Regions from separate parts of the Mus musculus genome. Here regions 1, 3 and 4 are each linked to region 2. Evidence: chromatin contacts called from public Hi-C and HiChIP or PLAC-seq data. All regions are on one chromosome and are shown on one strand. The core of a region is the stretch at or near the end of the contact, and the rest is flanking DNA. Distances in the headings are between cores, read along the strand shown. Region 1 overlaps Elk3 (ELK3, member of ETS oncogene family). Region 2 has its middle 5.9 kb from the start of n-TDgtc16. Region 3 has its middle 9.1 kb from the start of Mir7688. Region 4 holds the start of Washc3 (WASH complex subunit 3).

Region 1 (3,228 bases), core at 231-2,730, 2.1 Mb after region 2:
TTCCAGCCTGGTCTACAGAGTGAGTTCTGGGACAGCCTATGCTACACAGAGATCCTATCTCAAAAACTAAAATTAAATTAAATTAGTACAAGACATTTTGCCACATTTCTTTTGGCCAGTTCCCTCAGTGAACAGAGGTAGAAATAGACAGACAGACAGATTGATTATTGATGGCGAGGGATAGAGAGACAGAGAGAAAGACAGACATGCCAGTTTCACCCAAGAGGATTTTTGTTGTTGTTGTTGTTTAATGGGGTATTGAATCTAGGAGTCGCACTGGACCAACAACTGTTGATAGCTCTGTTCACTTTTTAAATTTTTGAGTCAAAATCTGAGTAAGGTGCAGGCTGATCCTGAATTCTCTACAGACTCTGAGTTGACCTTGAACTTGCAAGGTTCAAGTTTGTACCTGTCACAGCCTTCTGAGTAGCTGGGATTTCAGGCCTGTGTCACCAGGCCTAGCTTGAGGTTGGCTCTTAATGGAAAACTCAGCACATAAGCCTCTGTGAATTCCAGAACTCAGACATGGAGGGACTGGTCCTTTTATTTGACGTGTGGACGCAAGGATTATGGAACCTGAAGACGGAAGTGGAAACCTATCCCCCACCGGACCCCCCATGGACGTTTGCATAGTACTCAGAAATGATTCCTGAGAATTGTTCCTTCTGGGGAGAGCAGCAGCCTGGGAGTTTCTGACCTGTGTGTGGCAGCCCCTGGAAGGGACCTGGCACCCAGAGCATCCTTGGTGACTTTCCATCACACAGACACAGACAATTTATCTTACTCAAATCTTGCCAGCGGTCTTTGAGCTGAGCTTCCGTAGAGAGCAGTGAGCACTCCTTCCCACAGCATTCTATCCGTGTATTTCAGAGACCTTGGCTGGATTGGCAGACCTTTCCCCCAAATGTTCTAGCTTATAATGTTAGTAAATTCAATCTTGTGAATTCGGGGAGAAACACTGGAACATCTATGCTTGATTTAAGATTAGGAATGGTTTATTCACTTTGATACTTGAAGATGGTTTTACGAGAAGAAAAAAAAATCAAAGCAATCTTCCTTCTAAGAGACAGAAAACTGGAATCTTTCAGATAAACTTGAACACTCTTTGTGCTAAAGAGGCAACTGGTAGAAGTAAAAAAAAAAAAAAAAACCCACAAGCCCCGAGCACGCTGAGAACACTTCTGCAGGACACACAATGATGGTGGTTTTTCCACATCCAGCAACTGGGGCGCTTCCTGCCAGAGCATCCTCCAGCTCTCTCATTGTGTCGATGAAACTGTGAAACCTTTCTAAATCAGGACTTCCTTCTATTATGTTGCAGAGGCGACTTTCTGGGAAGGGGAAACTCCTGAGGCAAAAAGGTAGGAATTCTTACAGCACCACCCAGTGGAAACATGGGGTGTGGAGGAGGGGAGGAGTGGGGGGAGGTGGGGGGGGGCAGGGGTGTGTGTGCAAACTGAAACACTTAGAAAAACTGGTCACGTCAGCTACTCCAGCTAAAAGTCCAGTCACTCAGTCCCACTGCTGTTCCTTTCCACGGATGGCACCCTGCTTACAAGTGATCTCTCCCTGTTCATCTGCCCCCTCTTTCTCCTTTTTCCTGACACAGGCTGAGCAGGGTCAGGAAACACGGTGCAAGCCTAGGAAGGAAGGGGTCCCAGGTGTGGTTGGGTATGAGTCGCCTCTGCACCAGCCCTTCCTTTTTAAAGGACCTCGGGAGATTCTGGGCATGGGAAGTCTGCACAGCTGTGCTGAGTGTCCTAGCTCTGATGCAGAGACCGTCAGGCATTTCCTGAGAGACAGAGAGAGAGGGGTAGGTACCCAACCATCTGAGTGCCTTCCTCTTCTCCTGGCAAGATGCACCCGGTCTGGCCACCTCTAACACGTACAGTTAGAGATTCCCGGAGACAGTTATATGCCCTCTCCTTGCTCCTGGAACCAGTCTCCATATGAACATCTCCATGTTGTTAACTATCGTCACCAAAGTACGGCTTTTCACGGGGATCTGCCTCTCAAGCTGGTGATGCATTAGTCTACAGTTTCCTAGGGAATGGAATAGGCCAGAATCCTTGACCACATCCTTCCAGATCCCTCCACAGAAGCCCTGGCAAAGGGGAAAGGCCATGTCTACCAGGGAAGCTTAGAACTTTCTTGTCTACTCCATAGAAGTCAAGGCAATTTCTCAATGGTCAGGTGTCTCTCTACCCATCACCCCCTCTCATGCATATACACAGGCACACAGGCACACACACACCATACCACAACCATCACCATCACCACCACCACCATCATAGAATAACCAGAAGTCCATCTCAGACAAACACAGCTCTCCTAGAATAGCAACCTTCCTCCTGGGACTAACTCCACTGCAACTATTTTAAAGCTCTTGGTTCTTAATGGTACCTAGGTAAAGAGGTACAGAAAAAGAAATCAGCTGGCAATTCTTGTCTCTGTCTACAAGTATATGAATAAGATGAAAATGGTTTTAAATAGCACCTCAGAACTGCCGATATTTTCCAGTAGCTCCAGGGGGCTTGCAGTATTATTATTCTTTTGCTTTTGCTAAAGTAAAACACTCACCAGTGTCTAGACTGAAGGCAGGTAGAGCTGACATTAGCTAGTCTCTGCTGTGGCTTAAGACAGTTCTCTCATATAACATAGTTACATGCTACTGGTGTTTGTGAACAGGAGGTGGCTGGAGACATTGTGTTTGGATTTTTGAGAAGCACAGAGAGCCCCTCACAGAGTGGTTATCTGTACCAGGAGCTGGGTGCCTGCGCACTCTGAGGTGCCTGCGCACTCTGAGGTGCCTGCGCACTCTGAGGTGCCTGCGCACTCTGAGGCGCACTGATCATTCAGCTCTAGTACCATGCTCAAAGCAAAGCTCTCTCAGAGTTTAGGAAGTGCACATTCCAGGTACGGATGCTCGTACCTCAGTCTGTTCTGCGGATGCTCTTTGGCAGTGCAGCTAGAGTCTTCAGTGTGTCAATGCCTGCTCATGTGGTGGACATGTGTGGAGGGTTGGTTGCATCTGAAGTCGGGAAGGTGGCAACCGGCCCCATCCGCTTCCCTGACCCACATGCACGAGTTCCTCTTGCACGTTCTGGCATGGACATCACGTCTCGCCAGATGTGACCCAGCAATCGTTTCTCATGCAGAGAATTTCTTCCAGCAGTAAAAACCCAGTGGCACTGAGGTAAAAGTAAGCCAGAGGCCACTCAATTCTTC
Region 2 (3,418 bases), core at 499-2,998:
CTACTACCACACTCTGGGGACTCATGCTCTCTCCCCTGACAGATTGGGGTGGTAGTGGTGGTGTCAGTTTTCAAGTTGTTGGGAAATACAAATTCATTTTGGGTATGTGGAGGTGGGATAGAATAACTTCTACTTTGCACTTTGTTTATTTTATTTTTTATTTTTTTGTTTTTCGAGACAGGGTTTCTCTGTGTAGCTCTGGCTGTCCTGGGACTCACTCTGTAGACCAGGCTGGCCTCAAACTCAGAAATCCGCCTGCTTCTGCCTCCCAAATGCTAGGATTAAAGGCGCACGCCCGGTGCTCTTTGTTTCTTTTAAAAGCAAAGCAAAAGTAGGAAAAAACAAAACCAACCAAGTAAGCAAGCAAGCAATAACAAAAGGGTCTAAGGAAAAAAAAAAAAGCTGTCTGTAGCATTTTTGAGATTTTGTTCTCTTTTATCAGCAAAGTGTTGTCAGAAGAGTTTACCCATGATCAGCCTGGTGTGGTGGCTCACATCTTTAATCCCAGCATCTCAGAGGCTGAGGCAGGAGACTCGTCTGAGTTTTCAGGACGCCTTGGCTACAAAAGGAGAGTCCATCAGACAAAGATAAACAACCAAGCAAAATCCCATAAAGTAGTCAGAAAATACCACGCAGCTTTACTCTTTATGCATTTATAAATACCGAGAGAAGTTGAAAGGGAAGAAAGTAATCTGTTAGAATGTGCGGATCTGGAAGGCGGGTGGTGGTGCGCACCTTTAGCTGCTTGTACATTGAAAATTCTAGGTCAGACAGGGCTACACAGAGAAACGCTGTCTCAAAGCGGGTGAAGGGGCGGGAAAGAAAAGAAAAAGACGAATAATGTTGAATTAAAAAAAGAAAAAAAGAAGGGGGAGGGGGCGGGGAAGACATGACTACTTCCAAGTATGGCTGTGGAGGTAGGTTTATTGTAGGTAGGAGAGAGAGCACTGCCGGAGGTATCTGAAAGTGTCTGGACTGAATTGGGTCAGCAGAGTGGACCGCATTATGAGACGCATGAGAAGGGAGAAGAACGAGAGAGGGAGTGAAAGAGAGGAGAGAGACAGAGCAGGAGAGAGTACCAGGAGCCAAGAGAGCCAAGTATACCAAGAGGGCACGAAAATGTCTTGAGTTATATAGGGAAGAGGAGCTAGCAGAAGGGAAGCAAGCGAAGCTCAGGTGCTGGAGGGGTTTTAGGGTCCGGGATAGGGGTGAGAAATGCTGAGAAGAGCAAGGCCAGGCCTCTGCAACAGGTAGCAAAGATGCTGAGAGATACTGGGAAGAACCAGGCGGCCAGCATCCGCTTTGATATGTTAATAGGCACCTCAGCCGTTTGTCCAGGGTTTCTTTGAGATCTTATTTAAAAAAAAAAGTGCGATCTGTATTTCCGAATTTTCTACTAGATACCTGTTATTATCCTGAGCTGAAGAGTTTAAGGTTACTAATATGAGGCAAAACAAACAGCTCAGGTGTCCTTCCTTAGCTCTCTGGTTTTGTTTTGTTTTTTTCCTACTGTGATTCTTTGATTCTTGTTTCCTCATTATTGCGCAGCTTAAGCTGTTTTTCTAGCCCCCAGCCTGGCAAAGAAGGGGCAAAGGCGAGTGAGGAATTGAATCCAACCCTGGGCGGGTGGCTTTTCCCGGTGTCCCTTTGTCTCAAAGCCGAGTGTTCCCGGTCTTTTGTTCTCCGCAGCCAGCAGGATTTGAGATTTAAAGAAAAACAAGAGCCGAGTCTCCTTGCGCCCTCTGGTGTCCCAACGAAGTATAACCAGATAAAATCCACAAATATCGCGGCCATTTCACACAACCGAGATGCCCAAGGAGAGGAGAACGTCAGGAATCTTGGATGAATCACATACCAACAGAATTTAGAAGTGTGGATACGGATTAAAATGAACAGCAGCAGCAGCAACAACAACAACAGTAACAACAAAAACAACAGTGCCTGTGATGCAGATATTTAGGAGAACTGTAGAAGCTGGGATGTGCCAAGCAGCTCTGGGTTTGATTTCCACTAATGTTAAACACAAAACAAAACCTACCAGTAAACAGCACAGTTCTCAAAGCATTTGGCAAAGGATTATGGGTACTAGAACCAAGAAAGTCTAGAAAATCCAACGTAAATCACTCTTTTACCAATTCTTTTTTCTCTATTTATTTGCTTTTTTGTTTTTCCCAGACAGGGTTTCTCTGTGTAACCTGGTTCTCTTGTAGCCCTGGCTGTCCCAGAACTCTCTCTGTAGACCAGGTTAGCAAGATCCTCCTGCCTGTGCCTCCCGAGTGTAAAGATTAGAGTCGCGAACCACTATCCTCACTGCAACCTGTTTTTAAAAGCCAGCAACATTTCTGAGCTGTGCATTTGGAGTAGGAATAGAAGCAGGATTTTTTTTTTCTCTTGACTTTTGTTTGTTTAAATTTTCCTTGAGGGTGAGGGTAGGGGTAGGGGTAGAGTATATATATAGAGAGCTTAGTGGTTAAGAGCACTGACTACTCTTCTAGAAGGTCCAGGTTCAATCCCTGTGTCCACGTGGTGGCAGACAACTGTCTGTACTCCAGTTCTAACAGACATACACACTGGCCCAAACCAGGCAACATATTGAAAAGGTCAGCTTAGGAACTTTGGGAAGGTCATGAAACACTTGCCCCCCTGGAACCGAGAGGCTAATTAACATTCCTCAGACCACAGGGTGGGAACTGAACTTCGGGTGAGGACACATTCGGCAGGACTGACTGTTGCCCACTTTCAGACTAGGGAAGTCCTTTTCACCTCATTCTCTAAAGACCAATCAGTTTAAAGGGTGCACTGTCCCACCAATCATATTGTGCCTAGTTGCTGATGCTCTATTCTACCCTTGGAAATCATAGAAAACCTCACCTGTTGCTGGGGCACCTCTCCTTCCGGTCTGGGATGACCCCAGTGCACTGGAACAATAAATTCCTCTTGCTTTTTGAATCGATCCTGGCTCCACATGGTTCACTGAGGGGTGCCGGGTAAGCTAAGTTTCCCCAGAGTCTTACATTATCAGATAAAAGTAAATACATCTAAAAAGCTTTTTAAAGTTTGGCTGTCCTGAAACTTGCTCTCTAGACCGGGCCAGTGTCGAATTCACAGAGATCTGCCTGCATCTGCCTCCTGAGTGCTGGGATCAAAGAGTACTGAGTGCTGGGATCACTCCTGGCTGGTAAGGTTTTGCTTTAAATGTTTGGTAGGTAAGACTATAGTAATTAAGTGGCACCGTAGTTGTCTTTGGATAAGCAACACAACACAGACATAATGAAACTAAAAAAGTACCCAAAAGGTACATAGATAAAACTTTTCTCTGCGGTTCTCTCTCGGCTGACGTCAGGGTTGGCTTGGCAGTTCACCAAGGTCTTCAGAAGATTATAGTTTGTCTTAGTTTGCTTCTTTGTGGCTGTGATAA
Region 3 (3,425 bases), core at 586-3,085, 2.3 Mb after region 2:
CTACCAGACTAAGTCATGCCTGAACCTGGCTTCCCTAACACATGTGTGTGGAACCTGGCTTACTTAAGATGCCTGTCCCCTCTAAAGCACACCCCAGCCTTGCACAGATGAACACCATGCATTCCATTTGTAGTCCATTTGTAGATCAGGATGGTCTTGAATTTACAGAAATCCACCTGCCTCAGTCTCCCAAGTACTGGAATTAAAGGCATATGCCACCATGCCATGCTATTGTGAGATATTTTAAACAAAAGCATAAGAGGGGATGACATAAAATTGGGGTCAGGGGAGACAAAATGCTGAACTGTAAAGCAACGCTTGCTCCCAGAAAGTATGAGAACAGAGTAAAAAAAAAATAAATTAAAAAAAAAAAAGCCAAGTATACCTGAATCACCATGGTTGCAACTATACCTCTGTGGTTCATCTTTTTCAGTTGTCAGTCTGGAGTGCCAGGCTGTAAAGCTCTGTGAGTGGTGGTTTAGGGGAGCAAGTTCTAACTGTAGGTGGATCTGAAAAAGCTGAATTGATGAACGTTGGTGACTAAGGATTTGCACACAAAGGTGTCCATAAAGGTCACGATCTGGATATTAGGAACGAACCCAGGGAAAAGGATTGTGGAGAAAAAAGATTGGGGACAGAGGTGAGGCTGCTGGGAGCCTTCTCTGACAACGGCCCTCGTGGGGCTGTGGAGTAAGGTATGGTGTCCTTGGAAGTCTGTGGTTCCATCTACAGAGTCCAAAGCTCCAGACTCGGGAAGTAAGCTTTTTTTCTCTCTTTTTGAAGATTCTTGCACAATACAGAGATTAGAGCTCGGAGCTAAATGTGGTGCACTGGAATGTCCCTGGAAGGGTAGACCTAGAATCTTCTCATCCCAGAAGACGTCACGTGTCTGAGGTAAAGGGCTAGATAGGTTGCTTCTCTCTGTTTGGTCATCCCAAGTTATATTAAAAGAACTCAGATCCTCCATTTGTACCCTATAACCGTGTGCAACTGTATTTTGTCAATATGTCAAAGAGAGATGGTGACACATCTGTGTGAGAAAGAGAAAGGCCAGACAACCGAGGGCCGGGGAAGCAGTGTTCAGTCAGTTACGTGCTTGTCAAAGCGCATGCATGAGGACACCAGAACTCAGTCCCAGAATTCACATCAGAAGGCAAGGCTCTGTGACACATACTTGTCATTCCAGCATCAGTCAGGCACAGACAGATAAGCAAATCCCTGGGATTCACTGGCCAGATGGCCTTGCTTATCTAGCCAACTCCAAGCTCATAAGCAAAAGGATGGTGCTGGAGAAATGACACCAGAGGTTGACCCCTGACCTTCATATTGCATGCACATGCATCATGCCTGCATGCGCACACACACACATACACACACACACACACACACACACACACACTCATGGGTTCCATATATGGGTTTGTTCAACTCTGAATCAGTAGACAGGCCATTAGTGAGAGATGACAAAACCATACTTTCTCAAATGAGGTCTTGTAGATGAGAAGGCATAGGAGGGAAGCTTTCATGGAGGGCCCTCACCCATACAAACATGTCATGTGCCAGTAGGAAGAAACCACCCTGTGGGCAAGAGACACTGGGCTCAAAGCCAGCCAACACCCCACAGAAATCCTACAGTTGCTTGTCAAACCCTCTTCATGCTTTGGGTGCTTGGGACAAAAGTGTGAATTCCTGCTGTCATGAGGTAGCCCTGGATAGCTGGGGGGGAGACATAAACAGAGCTGAAATCCCTGAGTCAGATCAGTACTGGTCTAGCTGGGCTGGCAGGCAGGCGCATCTCCATAAGAAACAGAAGCAACAAGGAAGACTGTAAACCTACAGCTGCAACCACCTTGTCCCCATGACCTGACCACAGCTGCTTCCGTTATGGTCACCTCTACCTGAGCCAGGCAGCTGCTGCCTCTGTAGAAAAACTCCAAAAGTCAGAGACTCCTTGCTGCAGTGAGTGCTCTTATTTGGCCAAGAAACCCACAAGAAAATTCCCAGACACGGGTTGTGTAAGGTTTGGTATTGGCTCAGGAGCCTCAAGACCAAGTTCTCAGCACAAAGGAGATTAATCTGACCCAGAGGGACAAGGAGCCTGGAATAAGAAACAAAGACAGGAGCTAGAGGATGAGGGAGAAGAGGAAGAGAACAAGGGAGAAGGGGAAGGGATATTTGTCCTAGAATGGGACAAAGGACAGCCTCTGGATAGAGAGGAGATAGACATAGCCCATACATAGGAAAATGGCGGTTTATGAAGGGAAAAGGGGAAACCCATGTTTGGATGAGGTGTTCAATGTTACTTAATGAGCCAAAAGGAGCTTTTGGTCACTGGACTTCAGTGCTTTGATAGCTGGACCTTGGTAGTTAGCCTCAGGAGGAGGGAGTAGCCAAATAATGGGCTAGGCCATAGTGGGTAGCTCTAGGAATGTAATCTAACAGTTTAGCAAGGTAGAGGCAATAGTGGGAGGGGGAAGGGCAAGGCCTGCTAGAGCCATGTTCAGCAGGTCCGGGCTGGTTAGAATCCCTTCAGGTTCAGCTAGCCCTTCCAGACTCCAAAACACCCCGTTAACATCTGGCTACACAGTCTGTTTGCCACCAGGCATACAGTAGGATGCCGGTGGGACCATCAGTCGTAATAACCCAGGGTCTGGAATGCTGTGTGTCCACACAGGGAACAATGCCTCACAGCAGTGAGAATACACAATCTAGAAGTGTAGACAGCAATATGGAAGAATCTCACACACATCACGGACAGCCCAAGGAGCTAAGTATGGAAAGGAGAGGTGTACACTTCTGCTCATAAATAAGAGAAATAGCAACATATCAACAGCAAAATAGGTCAAAGTGATATGCAAATCACAGGTGGTAAGTAGTTAGCCTCAGGGAGCGAGATTGAAAACATCCTGAAAGGAATTTAAGGAAGGGGGCTTTATTAGATGGTGGGGCTCTTTGTTTTTTAACTGAATACTAACAACACGATTATTTCTAACTTTAAATTCAGGGAGCAACACTGAGTAAAGCATCAAATAAAAGAATGGTTAGATCCTTGGGGCTGGAGAGATGGGGGTGGGGTTGCTCTTCCAGAGAACCTGGGCTCAATTCTCAGCACCCACATGGCAGTTCACAGCTGTCTAAAACCCCAATTCCAAGGGACTTGACACCCTTACACAGATATACAAGCAAGCAAAACACCAATGTACATAAAAATAGATATTAGATAGAGAGATAAAAATAAAGAATGACTAGACCCTCACATGAAATCCCATTCATCCATCTATTTACCAACTTATTCAATCATTGAACAACCAGGCTCAGAGAAGGAAAATGGGTGATTTGGGTCTCTACTGTTTGGTTGTAGAGTGCGCTTTAGTGCAACAAGGGAATACTGAAGTAGCCAGCTCAGTGGATCTCCAAAGAGTGGG
Region 4 (3,251 bases), core at 115-2,614, 3.0 Mb before region 2:
GGGTTTCTCTGTATAGCCCTGGCTGTCCTGGAATTCACTTTGTAGACCAGCCTGGCCTCGAACTCAGAAATCCACCTGTCTCTGCCTCCCAAGTGCTGGGATTAAAGGCGTGCGCCACCACGCCCGGCCCTGGAGTGGGCGTTTTAAGAAGCACTCCCAAACAGAAGCTCACGAATCCCATTCAGAAAAACATGACTCTTCTTCTGCCATAAAAGGCCCTTCGTCAGCTTTTGTGTCTACTTCTGCCTTGTTTCATTATTCTCCACTTCTGGGCATTTCTACTTACACCACCAAACAATCTTTCCTTTGCCTTAAACGCCATATGCCCTCATGTCTCTGTACCTTTGTTTGGACAAAGGTTTATTCCAGATTGTCATCTTAACTGCTCTTAATGTTAAGTAGATACTAAAGTCGGCTTCCTCTTCTTGTACAACTTAGAAGCTCCTATTATCCACAGAACCGCACACTTTGCATGTGGTGTGCATGTACTCGTGGATCTACAAGTGTTTGTACATGCTAATTTGCAATGCCACAACTTTCACAGGAGTTTGTTTGCACGTCCATCTAACTTTTGCACATCAAAATTCTGCATGTCCTCCCTTTGACTAGTGTAGCAGAGGAGATCCTGTCACTTCTTCAGTACTTGTTTTGGTACAATAAAAAGGTTTACTTTTGCTTAGGTGACCTGCCCTAACTCACATCGCTGGTAAAATGTGCAGCCAAACTCTGAACCAAAATCTTCATACTGTAGGTGTAAGATCGTTTACATGACGTAAGTGCAGTCACTTTCACAGCTGTGTGTCTCAGTTGTTGCTTGAAATTATGTTATGTCAAAACAAACAAACAAACACCCTTAGAAACGGATCTCCAGTGCATGAGGCTTGCCAGGGCTGAAGACAAGTTCTGACAGACTTCTCTAGACTTCACAAGGGCTAACAGAGTATCTGGCACTTAGTAGGATTACACAAAAAGAGAAGTGCTCTTCAGTGAATTATGGATCTTTTTTTTGTTTGTTTGTTTTGTAACAGGACTAAGCAATTAAAATCTCAAAACGGATACAGCTCAGCTTCTAACTTTCCCAGTCTGACCTCATCCCAACCCTGCGTCTGTCTCCCTGTTTCTGTCTGTCTGAATCTGTCTCTTTCTGTTTCTCTTTCTCTATTTCTCTCTCCGTCTCTTTCCCTCACTCCACCACTCCCACCCACCCACCCCCTTTTCTTTTTCAGATTTTTTCAGATTTTACAGCTAAAACAGCAACTGTGAAACCTGCTCATCAGCAGCTTTTCCCCGGCCCAATTTTACAATCGGAATCATGAACTACCAATCCCAGAATGCTGAGCGAGAGCGAGGGGGCGGGGCGGCCTCTCTGAAGCCACCCATTGAATGGTGAACACTCGCGCTTTCTTCCGGAAAGGCCCCGAAGGCAGGAACTTGGGAAAGGAGTCTGGGCTCTCTACTGGGCTGGGAGGAGCTTGTGCCTGAGCCCCGGGGTCCCCATCCGCTGAGGAGATGGATGAGGATGGGCTTCCTCTCATGGGGTCAGGCATAGACCTGACCAAGGTTTGTAAAAGACCGACTTGAGCGTCCGACAAACAGGGAAGGAGGCTTGGCCAAGGGGCCCTGGTTCCCAGGGAGACGCCACCTCTCCAGGCCCAATCCGGGCCCCTGTTTTCCTACTCTGGGCAATGGGGGGAGCCCTGCAGTCCACTTTGAAAGGGGTCCCTCCTGGGCTAAGAAAAGAATTGGTGTGCCACGCAGCCTTTGCTCCCCACATCACGTGTCTCTACGCCCGAGGTTGACAGTCTGGAGATAGTACCACCTCTGACACTTCACCTCTTATTCGACTCTCTAGCTGCTCGTGTGTGTGTGTGTGTGTGTGTGTGTGTGTGTGTGTGTGTGTGTGTGTTTGACTCACACAAGATTCAGAAAAACAAATCAGCGACTCTTCTTAGCCCTTCGTGAACCACATGTCCCAGGGCAAAGACCATCCATCCCCCTCTATGAAATCCAGATATCCAAAGGATTGCAGAGAGTGTGTTTCTCCTGTAAGAATCGTGTTTGCTTTTTTACATGACACAGGTGCCAGCTATTCAACAGAAAAGAACCGTGGCCTTTCTAAACCAGTTTGTGGTGCACACTGTGCAGTTTCTCAACCGGTTTTCCGCAGTTTGTGAGGAGGTAGGTCCCGGGCTACTACTTCATGGAGCGGCCGAGAAGTCGCCTTCCGTCTTTCGTGGTGACAAATGTAGTCAAATGAAGTCAAACAAGAATTACAGCCTTCGTGTGTTCACTTTGCCATGAAATTCAAATGTCTTAAGGCCTTAGCATCTCTGATTCTGTCCCCATAAGTCCTGTGCGCTGTCTCAACTGAATTAGTATTCTAGAAGCTTCCATGAGATAGCTCAGCCAAGTTTGTTGTAATTATAACAAAGGGAATTCCAGAATTTCACAGTGGAATTTTTTTTTTATTTGAAAGGTTTTGTTTCATCTTCCTATTCTAGAGATTACATTTTAAATGTATGTTCGAGTTTATATCGAATTGCTTTCCATCCTTTGTGCCAAAAAGGATTCATGGAGGCAGCCTAGAGATACATGTTTCAAAAAATACTTTTCTGCAAATAACTGGATACATCATGAAGTGATAATTAAGTACATAGATAAGAATTAGGTGCCAGGTCCAGGAACCTCTCCTGAGCTTGCAAAAAGTTTTGTTTTTTGTTTATTTTAGAGGAAAATGGGGAATATATATTGAAACTGAATTTAAGAAAGGAAATAACAAATTAGAAACCTATAGACAAGTCACAGCCGGATCGATTTAATATCCTGTTTTCTTATATTGTCATATGTGAGGCTTATCGTTGAGAAAACGGTGATTGCTGAATGTGTGGCTGTTCATCGGAATTGCCCAGAGACAGGAAGCTTCTGGTTTGAGTACAGTTTGATCTGTTTATGATGGGTTGTGATTAAGGCCTTGAACATGCTCCGCACATGCACTCTGCCCCGACACCCCCAGCCCGGCCGTGGTCTTTCTTTCTTTATCAGATTTCCTTCAGCTTTTCCACTGAGACAAATGAAAGTAAAACATGTGCTGATGCAGTAAGGAGCCCAGTTCTGCGTGCCTTGTGTTTGAACAGCCCCAAGACTGGTGCTTGCTCCTAGGCCTCACTTCTTCTCTTCTCTTTTTGGTTTATGAGAACATTTAAGATGTACTTATTTTATGATATGTGTGTGAGTGTTTTGATTGCATGTAT

What was found. Hi-C and Micro-C count contacts between places; a contact is called where the count stands out from the background. HiChIP or PLAC-seq counts read pairs in DNA pulled down with a chosen protein or histone mark.
Region 1: an H3K27ac HiChIP or PLAC-seq map of embryonic stem cells shows a contact between it and region 2, with 11 times the contacts expected there. The contact joins two enhancer-like sites. A contact is called at or near these places in 5 of 39 promoter capture datasets (the 3T3-L1 cell line, the C10 cell line, hippocampal neurons and 2 more), 1 of 15 datasets of contacts at CTCF or cohesin (large pre-B cells) and 14 of 115 datasets of contacts at active chromatin or transcription factors (the NIH/3T3 cell line, T-cell acute lymphoblastic leukemia, cardiomyocytes and 8 more).
Region 3: an H3K4me3 HiChIP or PLAC-seq map of forebrain shows a contact between it and region 2, with 8 times the contacts expected there. The contact joins two enhancer-like sites. A contact is called at or near these places in 3 of 39 promoter capture datasets (hippocampal neurons, liver and pre-B cells), 8 of 484 Hi-C or Micro-C datasets (B cells, CD4 T cells, the G1E-ER4 cell line and 4 more) and 12 of 115 datasets of contacts at active chromatin or transcription factors (the NIH/3T3 cell line, acute myeloid leukemia, craniofacial prominence and 9 more).
Region 4: a Hi-C map of CD4 T cells shows a contact between it and region 2, with 3 times the contacts expected there. The contact joins the promoter of Washc3 here to the enhancer-like site in region 2. A contact is called at or near these places in 1 of 39 promoter capture datasets (pre-B cells) and 1 of 484 Hi-C or Micro-C datasets (CD4 T cells).

Annotation. Positions count from the first base shown.
Region 1 is chr10:93,296,706-93,299,933 of GRCm38.p6, forward strand. All of the region lies in intron 1 of Elk3 (ELK3, member of ETS oncogene family), which reads right to left. Among named protein-coding and RNA genes, the nearest start is that of Elk3, 13 kb to the right of the region's middle. Within about 2 kb of position 1,481, at least 36 of the 459 cell types and tissues checked have an H3K27ac peak or open chromatin away from gene starts, as enhancers often do. A contact at or near this core is called in embryonic stem cells and pre-B cells, where this site is marked.
Region 2 is chr10:91,186,348-91,189,765 of GRCm38.p6, forward strand. No RefSeq gene overlaps it. Among named protein-coding and RNA genes, the nearest start is that of n-TDgtc16, 5.9 kb to the left of the region's middle. Within about 2 kb of position 1,749, at least 212 of the 459 cell types and tissues checked have an H3K27ac peak or open chromatin away from gene starts, as enhancers often do. A contact at or near this core is called in embryonic stem cells and pre-B cells, where this site is marked.
Region 3 is chr10:93,440,541-93,443,965 of GRCm38.p6, forward strand. No RefSeq gene overlaps it. Among named protein-coding and RNA genes, the nearest start is that of Mir7688, 9.1 kb to the left of the region's middle. Within about 2 kb of position 1,836, at least 43 of the 459 cell types and tissues checked have an H3K27ac peak or open chromatin away from gene starts, as enhancers often do.
Region 4 is chr10:88,199,733-88,202,983 of GRCm38.p6, forward strand. It overlaps Washc3 (WASH complex subunit 3), which reads left to right and starts at 1,365. Exons shown (of 7, transcript NM_026070.3): 1 at 1,365-1,560; 2 at 2,080-2,178. The coding sequence starts at 1,510.